2 separate regions of the Xenopus tropicalis genome follow, and region 2 is linked to region 1. A link is a contact called in public Hi-C data. All regions are on one chromosome and are shown on one strand. Each heading gives the region's core, a stretch centred on a gene start, on an enhancer-like site or on the middle of the called end of the contact. The rest is flanking DNA. Distances are from core to core; before and after follow the strand shown. Region 1 overlaps prkag2 (protein kinase, AMP-activated, gamma 2 non-catalytic subunit). Region 2 holds the start of prkag2 (protein kinase, AMP-activated, gamma 2 non-catalytic subunit).

What was found. Hi-C and Micro-C count contacts between places; a contact is called where the count stands out from the background.
Region 2: a Hi-C map of neurula embryo shows a contact between it and region 1, with 2.1 times the contacts expected there. The contact joins the promoter of prkag2 here to the enhancer-like site in region 1. A contact is called at or near these places in 3 of 5 Hi-C or Micro-C datasets (brain, neurula embryo and tailbud embryo).

Annotation. Positions count from the first base shown.
Region 1 is chr6:14,464,322-14,467,911 of UCB_Xtro_10.0, forward strand. prkag2 (protein kinase, AMP-activated, gamma 2 non-catalytic subunit) reads right to left here. Exons shown (of 12, transcript NM_001127939.1): 6 at 3,551-3,590; 7 at 32-158. Among named protein-coding and RNA genes, the nearest start is that of rheb, 15 kb to the left of the region's middle. Within about 2 kb of position 2,225, at least 2 of the 11 cell types and tissues checked have an H3K27ac peak or open chromatin away from gene starts, as enhancers often do.
Region 2 is chr6:14,502,239-14,505,871 of UCB_Xtro_10.0, forward strand. prkag2 (protein kinase, AMP-activated, gamma 2 non-catalytic subunit) reads right to left here and starts at 1,596. Exons shown (of 12, transcript NM_001127939.1): 1 at 1,555-1,596. The coding sequence starts at 1,585.

The sequences.
Region 1 (3,590 bases), core at 975-3,474:
GTATAAAAATGTGGAAAATGTTCTTACTTACAAAAAGCTGAAGGAACTTGAGGATTCTTTTGTGGGTAAGTATATAAAGTGCATTTCCACTGACTGGGTCAATAACAGGCAATCTGTGGATTTTATTTTTTATCAATGAATATACAGCGTCGAAGAGACTGTAGAGGAAACAAGAAGAGATAAGGGTAATTAGTGCAGGTAAAGCACAGCGTGGGAGTGCAGCCAGCACCCAGTGTAACCCATATGAGCGTAACACAAACACACCCATTGGCTGGGACGACACGGGTCACACAGTTACATAACGCTCATTCAAACATTCCCTTTCTCAGGCCGCAAGGTGCCCAAACAATTACGCAATATTACCTGTGTGTGTGGGAGTCACCTGACTATGACTAAAGACCATGTGATTTCATGGCACATGATGCGTAAAGCAATAGCAGTGACATCAGCGGCGCGTGACCCTTTCTGGAAACACATGGCACAACATTCTTTAGATTACACGTAGAACCTCGCTGTCACCTGTTCAGCTGCATCTCTTTATTTTCCAAAGTTAAGCAATGAGGCCATTTTTTTCCAATAGGTATTAAAGGGTCACTGTTTTTTCCCCCCCAGCAGCTCCCAAATTGGATCTTCTCTTTTGAGTGTCAGTGGCACTGCACATGCTCAGTGGGCTCTGGGCTGTTGTTGGAAAGCTAAGCTTAGGGGTTGTTGGAGATGATAAAGAGTAAAATTATATAACAATACCTGATCGAACTTAATTTTTAACTTTAAAGTCTGATGCAGAATGCACTGGTTTTGAGCTGCCATGTAATATGAATCTGATTTAATTACTAATTAGCCTTCTATACACAGTATATTGTGAGTGGGTCCCTAAGCTCAGGTTAGTGACAAAAGCACAGAGCATGTGCAGTGGAATCAGCAGAAAAGCAGATGGGGGGCTACTGGTAGCACAAATCTGCCCTGCTAAAGGGCTGTGGGGGCCTTGGGCTGGTACAGAACTCCAAACTATAATGTGCAGCATTTCTAGCCTAAAGGTCCCCATACATGGGCCGATAGTAGCTGCCGATATCAATCCCTTAGACAGATTCGGCAGCTAATCGGCCCGTGTATGGGCACTTCCGATGGCCTGCCCGACCGATATCTGGCCTGGAATCGAGCAGATCTTGATCGGCCAGGTTAGAAATTCTAGTCGGATTGGGGACCGCAACGACTCGTTGACCGGGCCAGACCGACTTTACCTATACCCATCATTATAATTCGATCTTTAGGCCCCTGGCGTCATCGCCAAGCGAGCGGATCTGCCGGTGTATGGGGACCTTTATTCTTTAATAAGCACCTTTTTAACAAACTAGCATCAAGCTGATCTTAGTCTAATTTGGGTAACCACAAGGTGCCAAACTTGGCTGATCCAATCACTTAACCCCCAGCCCTATGCAGGCCAATTGAGAAAAGACTCCATCAACATTGCAGCCCTCACCCAATGGGATTTTTAAGATCAGGCATGCCATTGGCTGCCCCCATACTCAAGTCAGTAAAGCTAGCCACAAACATAAAAATCAGCTCATTTGGTGAAGTCGCCAAGTGGGCGGATCTTTCCCCCGATATGCCCTCCTAATTTGGGAGATATTGTGCTTTTCAGATGGTTTGGCCCTTTGGTCAAAAGATCAAGTTACGATAATGGGAATATGAGCCGTCGGAGCTGATGTGGTCCTTGATCTGATGGAAGAATCAAACATGCCCGACTGACTTCTGGCCAATATTCGTTGATATATCAGTCAGAAAGGCCTGTCTGAGGGCCCCTTACATGGGCAGATGCCAAATTGAAAGACCCAGATTAAATCTGCCCCTGTATGGCCACCTTTACCCACCTCTAGTCTGAGTTGTCAGTTTAATTAACCCCGTGTATGGCCAGCTTCAGCAACACCACGGTTACATAAAAAGATGTTTCCTTACAATTATTAGAAGATTGTTCGCTGTCACACAAAATGATGCGGAGAAAACAGTGATGAACTTCCGCAGCCAATGGATAAGAATGTTGTGCTGTCTAATTCATTTGGCATTAGTAAGAGGCAAACAAAGGCAAAATTAAAGCCACTTGTATTTATGTAAATCATGTTTGATTAAATCACAATGACTGCCGTCCTGCGGCAACAAAACAAGATTAGCCGAATGTATCCTGTAAAATCTCGTTAGCAAATAACCTCGGCTAATGCAGCCTGAAATGGTACAATGAGAGCGCAATCAGTGCCAGTGGGTATGGCCAATTACATTGGCAGGTACTTCTGCATTACACAAACATTAAAAGCCAAATCACTAATTACATTTATTTTATACATTACGTACCCTCCCTTTGTAGCGCTACCAGTGTCTGTCTTGCCTAGCATAAAACAGAAGCAGAGCTAAAGTTTCCCTATGAATGAGTGACCCCAGTGCTTGAATGCAGGAACCCAATTTTTCATAGGACAGCCTTTAGGCCGAAGACACAAAGGGCGTTTAGTTGCCGCAACTTTTTTAAAAACCTCAGTGACTAATCGTAGCAATTTAGCGCCCATAGACTAGCATATGAGTCGCCACTACCAGTTGCGTGAATAAGACATTCTATAACATACTAAACGTTAACTTTAACGTGAGGGTGAAGACGCACAGAGCTACTAGTAGCAGCTACTTGTCGTGGCTACTAAAATAGACAATGCTGATCATTTACTGATAACTGTCTCTACGTGAGTTTTAGCAGAGGCAATTTGCAGTATTGTCTATGGCAGGGGATTTTCTGGTGTTTAGTAGCCATGAAAAAGTAGCTGCTACTAGTAGCTTGTGTGTCTTCACCCTTAGGATGAAGACACACAGAGCTTATAGTAGCAGCTATAGAAACAGACAATGCTGATCATTTACTGATAATTGTCTCTACGTGTGTTTTAGCAGAGCCAATTTTCAATATTGTCTATGGCAGGGGATTTTCTGGCGTTTAGTAGCCGTGACAAGTAGCTGCTACTAAGTAGTTCTGTGTCTCTTCACCCTAAAGGGGTGGTTCAAGTTTAAGTTAACGTTGAGTATGTTATAGAATGTCCTATACCTGCAATTGGTCTTCATTATTTATTTCTATAGTTTTCCTTCTTTTTATAGCTTTCAGATGTGGGGGTCACTGACCCCAGCATTCAAACTATTGCTCTGCGAGATTATAATTTTATGGTTACTTTTTATGACTTATCTTCCTATTCAGTCCTTAATAGATAGGTCCTTTCATACAGACAAGGAGGAGTAGTAAGGACACTGCTTCCTGGATTCTGTACAAGAGGAACATTTAGTTTGCTGTCCTTCAGCAGATTCTGAAATCTTAGTGGGTGCTGAAGAATGAAACCATGACAGAACCATGGCTATGGGGGAGCCGACTGTAACAAGCAGTTTGTAGGAGATGTTCCTCACATCCATGTAAGAGTTGCCCTCACTAATTCAGCTATAGTCATGTGACCTTGAAGTGCAATGTTCTTTAACCAGCCGGAGCCTGCTCTGCCAAGGTAATGCTTAGTATTCATGGAAATTGAAATCTTACCTTGCATCTGGAAATATGTTCACTAGAGGCTTGAACGTCT
Region 2 (3,633 bases), core at 346-2,845, 37 kb after region 1:
TATGTGCAGTGCAGCAGAATTAGTCTCAGACATTTGGTGATTTGTGATTGTCATTAGCCTATATAAGGGAGGGCAGTATATGCCATAGAGCTGATATAGATATATTGTGTATTTTAGGAGATGTGAGTCTTTTATTCTTCCTACCTACCTAGCAGTTCACTCACTATCTGTTCTCACTACCAGACAGCAGTTTGCTGACAGCAAGTCAGGCTAATGACAAGGGGGTAGCCCAGGAACAGGGGAGGGGGGTAGCCCAGGAACAGGGGAGGCGGTAGCCCTGAAACAGGGGAGGCGGTAGCCCTGAAACAGGGGAGGCGGTAGCCCTGAAACAGGGGAGGCGGTAGCCCTGAAACAGGGGAGGAGGGTAGCCCTGAAACAGGGGAGGAGGGTAGCCCTGAAACAGGGGAGGAGGGTAGCCCTGAAACAGGGGAGGAGGGTAGCCCTGAAACAGGGGAGGAGGGTAGCCCTGAAACAGGGGAGGAGGGTAGCCCTGAAACAGGGGAGGAGGGTAGCCCTGAAACAGGGGGAGGAGGGTAGCCCTGAAACAGGGGAGGAGGGTAGCCCTGAAACAGGGGAGGGGGTAGCCCTGAAACAGAGGAGGAGGGTAGCCCTGAAACAGGGGAGGAGGGTAGCCCTGAAACAGGGGAGGAGGGTAGCCCTGAAACAGGGGAGGAGGGTAGCACTGAAACAGGGGAGGCGGTAGCCATGAAACAGGGAAGGGGGGTAGCCCTGAAAAAGGGGAGGGGGTAGCCCTGAAACAGGGGAGGGGGGTAGCCCTGAAAAGGGGAGGGGGGTAGCCCTGAAACAGGGGAGGGGGGTAGCCCAGGAACAGGGGAGGGGGGTAGCCCAGACACAAGGGAGGGGGGAGCCCAGGAACAGGGGAGGGGGGAAGCCCATACACAAGGGAGGGGGGAGCCCAGGAACAGGGGAGGGGGGAGCGCAAGGAACAGGGGAGGGGGGGAGCGCAGGAACAGGGGAGGGGGGGAGCCCAGGAACAGGGGAGGGGGGGAGCCCAGGAACAGGGGAGGGGGGGAGCCAGGAACAGGGGAGGGGGGAGCCCAGGAACAGGGGAGGGGGGAAGCCCAGACACAAGGGAGGGGGGAGCCCAGGAACAGGGGAGGGGGGGAGCCCAGGAACAGGGGAGGGGGGGAGCCCAGGGAACAGGGGAGGGGGGAAGCCCAGACACAAGGGAGGGGGGAGCCCAGACACAAGGGAGGGGGGAGCCCAGGAACAGGGGAGGGGGGGAGCCCAGGAACAGGGGAGGGGGGGAGCCCAGGAACAGGGGAGGGGGGAGCCCAGACACAAGGGAGGGGGGAACCCAGGAACAGGGGAGGGGGGAGCCCAGGAACAGGGGAGGGGGGGAGCCCAGACACAAGGGAGGGGGGAACCCAGGAACAGGGGAGGGGGGGAGCCCAGACACAAGGGAGGGGGGAGCCCAGGAACAGGGGAGGGGGGAGCCCAGACACAAGGGAGGGGGGGAGCCCAGGAACAGGGGAGGGGGCAACCTTCTATGGAGGCAGGTAAAGGTAGATATAAGGGCTGATGGTCTCCTACCTTCATCTTCCAGCTCTAGTTTCTCCAGCATGCCTTCAGTGGTGCTTTGAGCCTGTGTGAGAAGGCAGAGAAAAGGGGATGAACATTCAGGCAGGGGAAGAGGAGAAACAGCAAAGGGGAAGGGACCACCAATTATTGCCTCTGCTTCTCCCTTCACACACTCATACACACACCGATCAGCCAGCGTCCCTCCCTCACTCCTCATTTGATTGGCCATTAGTCAGAAAAAGGGCACGACCAGCAACACCGCGCCTCCTCTCATTGGCCAGCTGACGGGTTGGAAGCCGACGACCAATCAGCAAGCGCAATGCGAGAGTCTCCGCCCTGTTTCTGCGGTGAGAGAAGCTGAGGCGCCTGGCTGCTGTCAGTGCGTATGTAGTAGGGCAGCAGTTACGGTGTAATCAAACCTGTAGCCGGTACTACACGTATATCGTCAGATACTAATAAAACTAGTACCCTTACTGCTGAACGTTGTAGTTCCCAACGCATATACAAAGGCTATTCCGACATCCCTAGCTTAGTAAACGCCCCCAGCCAAAGCGCTGATGTAACGAAACAATTAAAATATGTGAGGTATAATGACATAACTTTTACTCTCAAGCGCCTGTAAAATACCCACAAACCCCTGCCAGCCCCAGATACCCTATAGAATATTAGTTTTATTTCATAATCTTGTTTGAGGCAGGGTTCTTGCTACCCCATAAACACAAAGCTAAAACAAAACACCGGTGTTGCTTTATTCGGCCTAGAGGTTGTTTACATGAAACCACAGATGCTATTTATGCTTGTTGACATTAAAATAGAGATTTTATCTAAGCTTATTGACAATAGATTTTATCTCTAAACCCTTTCATTACATGCTTGTAGGAATACAAGCTGAGGAATATGTTGGCACAAATACATGTTAATAAATAATTACACACAAAAATACAAATCTTATGGGCACGTAACTATATATCCCTAACAGGATAATAGCATTCTTTATCCCTGGCCTTGGTTTTTAAAACTGACCAAGTGCCCAGAAGTATTTAAATGATGGCCACTATTCAGTTCTTAGTTTTTGCACTTCTGCATTACTCGGAAAGATAAGCATCAGGTGTGAAGGGGAAGCGGCATCCGAATGGCCGCCTCGGGGCAGCATAGACCCCAGAAATGCCCCTGCATCAGCCAATTACATTTTCAAACCTTTCTGAGGTAATAATATCTAATATCTGCGTAGCATGCAGGGTCGGACTGTGCCGCCAGGACACCGGGAAAAATCCCGGTCGGCCCAGACCCGACCCATGCCAGCGCTCCCCTGATGCGTTAAATTTATGCACGCTCAGGGGAGAACGATGGTGGGGGACCCTGCGGGGGGATGGTGGTTAGGGGGCGTGGCCGACGGGGCACCTACTGGGCCCCTGGGGCGGGATCCCCGTTGGGCCCTGTACCCCCCAGTCCGACCCTGGTAGCATGGATATCAGCTTAGGCCAGTGGCTCTCCACCTTCCTAATGCCGCGACCCTTTAATACAGTTCCTCATGTTGTGGTGACCCCCAACCATAAAATAATTTTCGTTGCTACTTCATAACTGTAATTTTGCTACTGTTATGAATTGTAATGTAAATATCAGATATGCTGCTTTCGACACGGTAGCTGCTCTCTACACATGTGTGACTGGTCCGCATAAGTACATTATAGCGCCAACCCAGTCACATACACCTGTATTTGTGTGGGGTGTATGTGATGGGGTTTTGGTGATGATGTCATCACGCCGGGTACTCGTGGGCGTATCTGTATGTGGGGGGACCCGCCTGGAGACGGATAGAGGAGCGGTGCCTCGGTTCCTAAGACCATCGGTGCAGACCCATAAAATTGCAGGTAGGAGCAGAGGGGATATTTCTCAGCCTGTGCTTATATGCAGGCGGGGAAACAGCCCCATGTAGCATTGGCCTTAGGTAGCATCTCAAGTCAGCCCTACTGTACACTGCACTGGCTTTGACTTGGCCTTAAGTTAATAACTCACAAGCTCACATAGCCCATATTTTTATCTTTCTTCACTATTAATAACATTGAAATCAAGCATCATTTTTACAAAAGC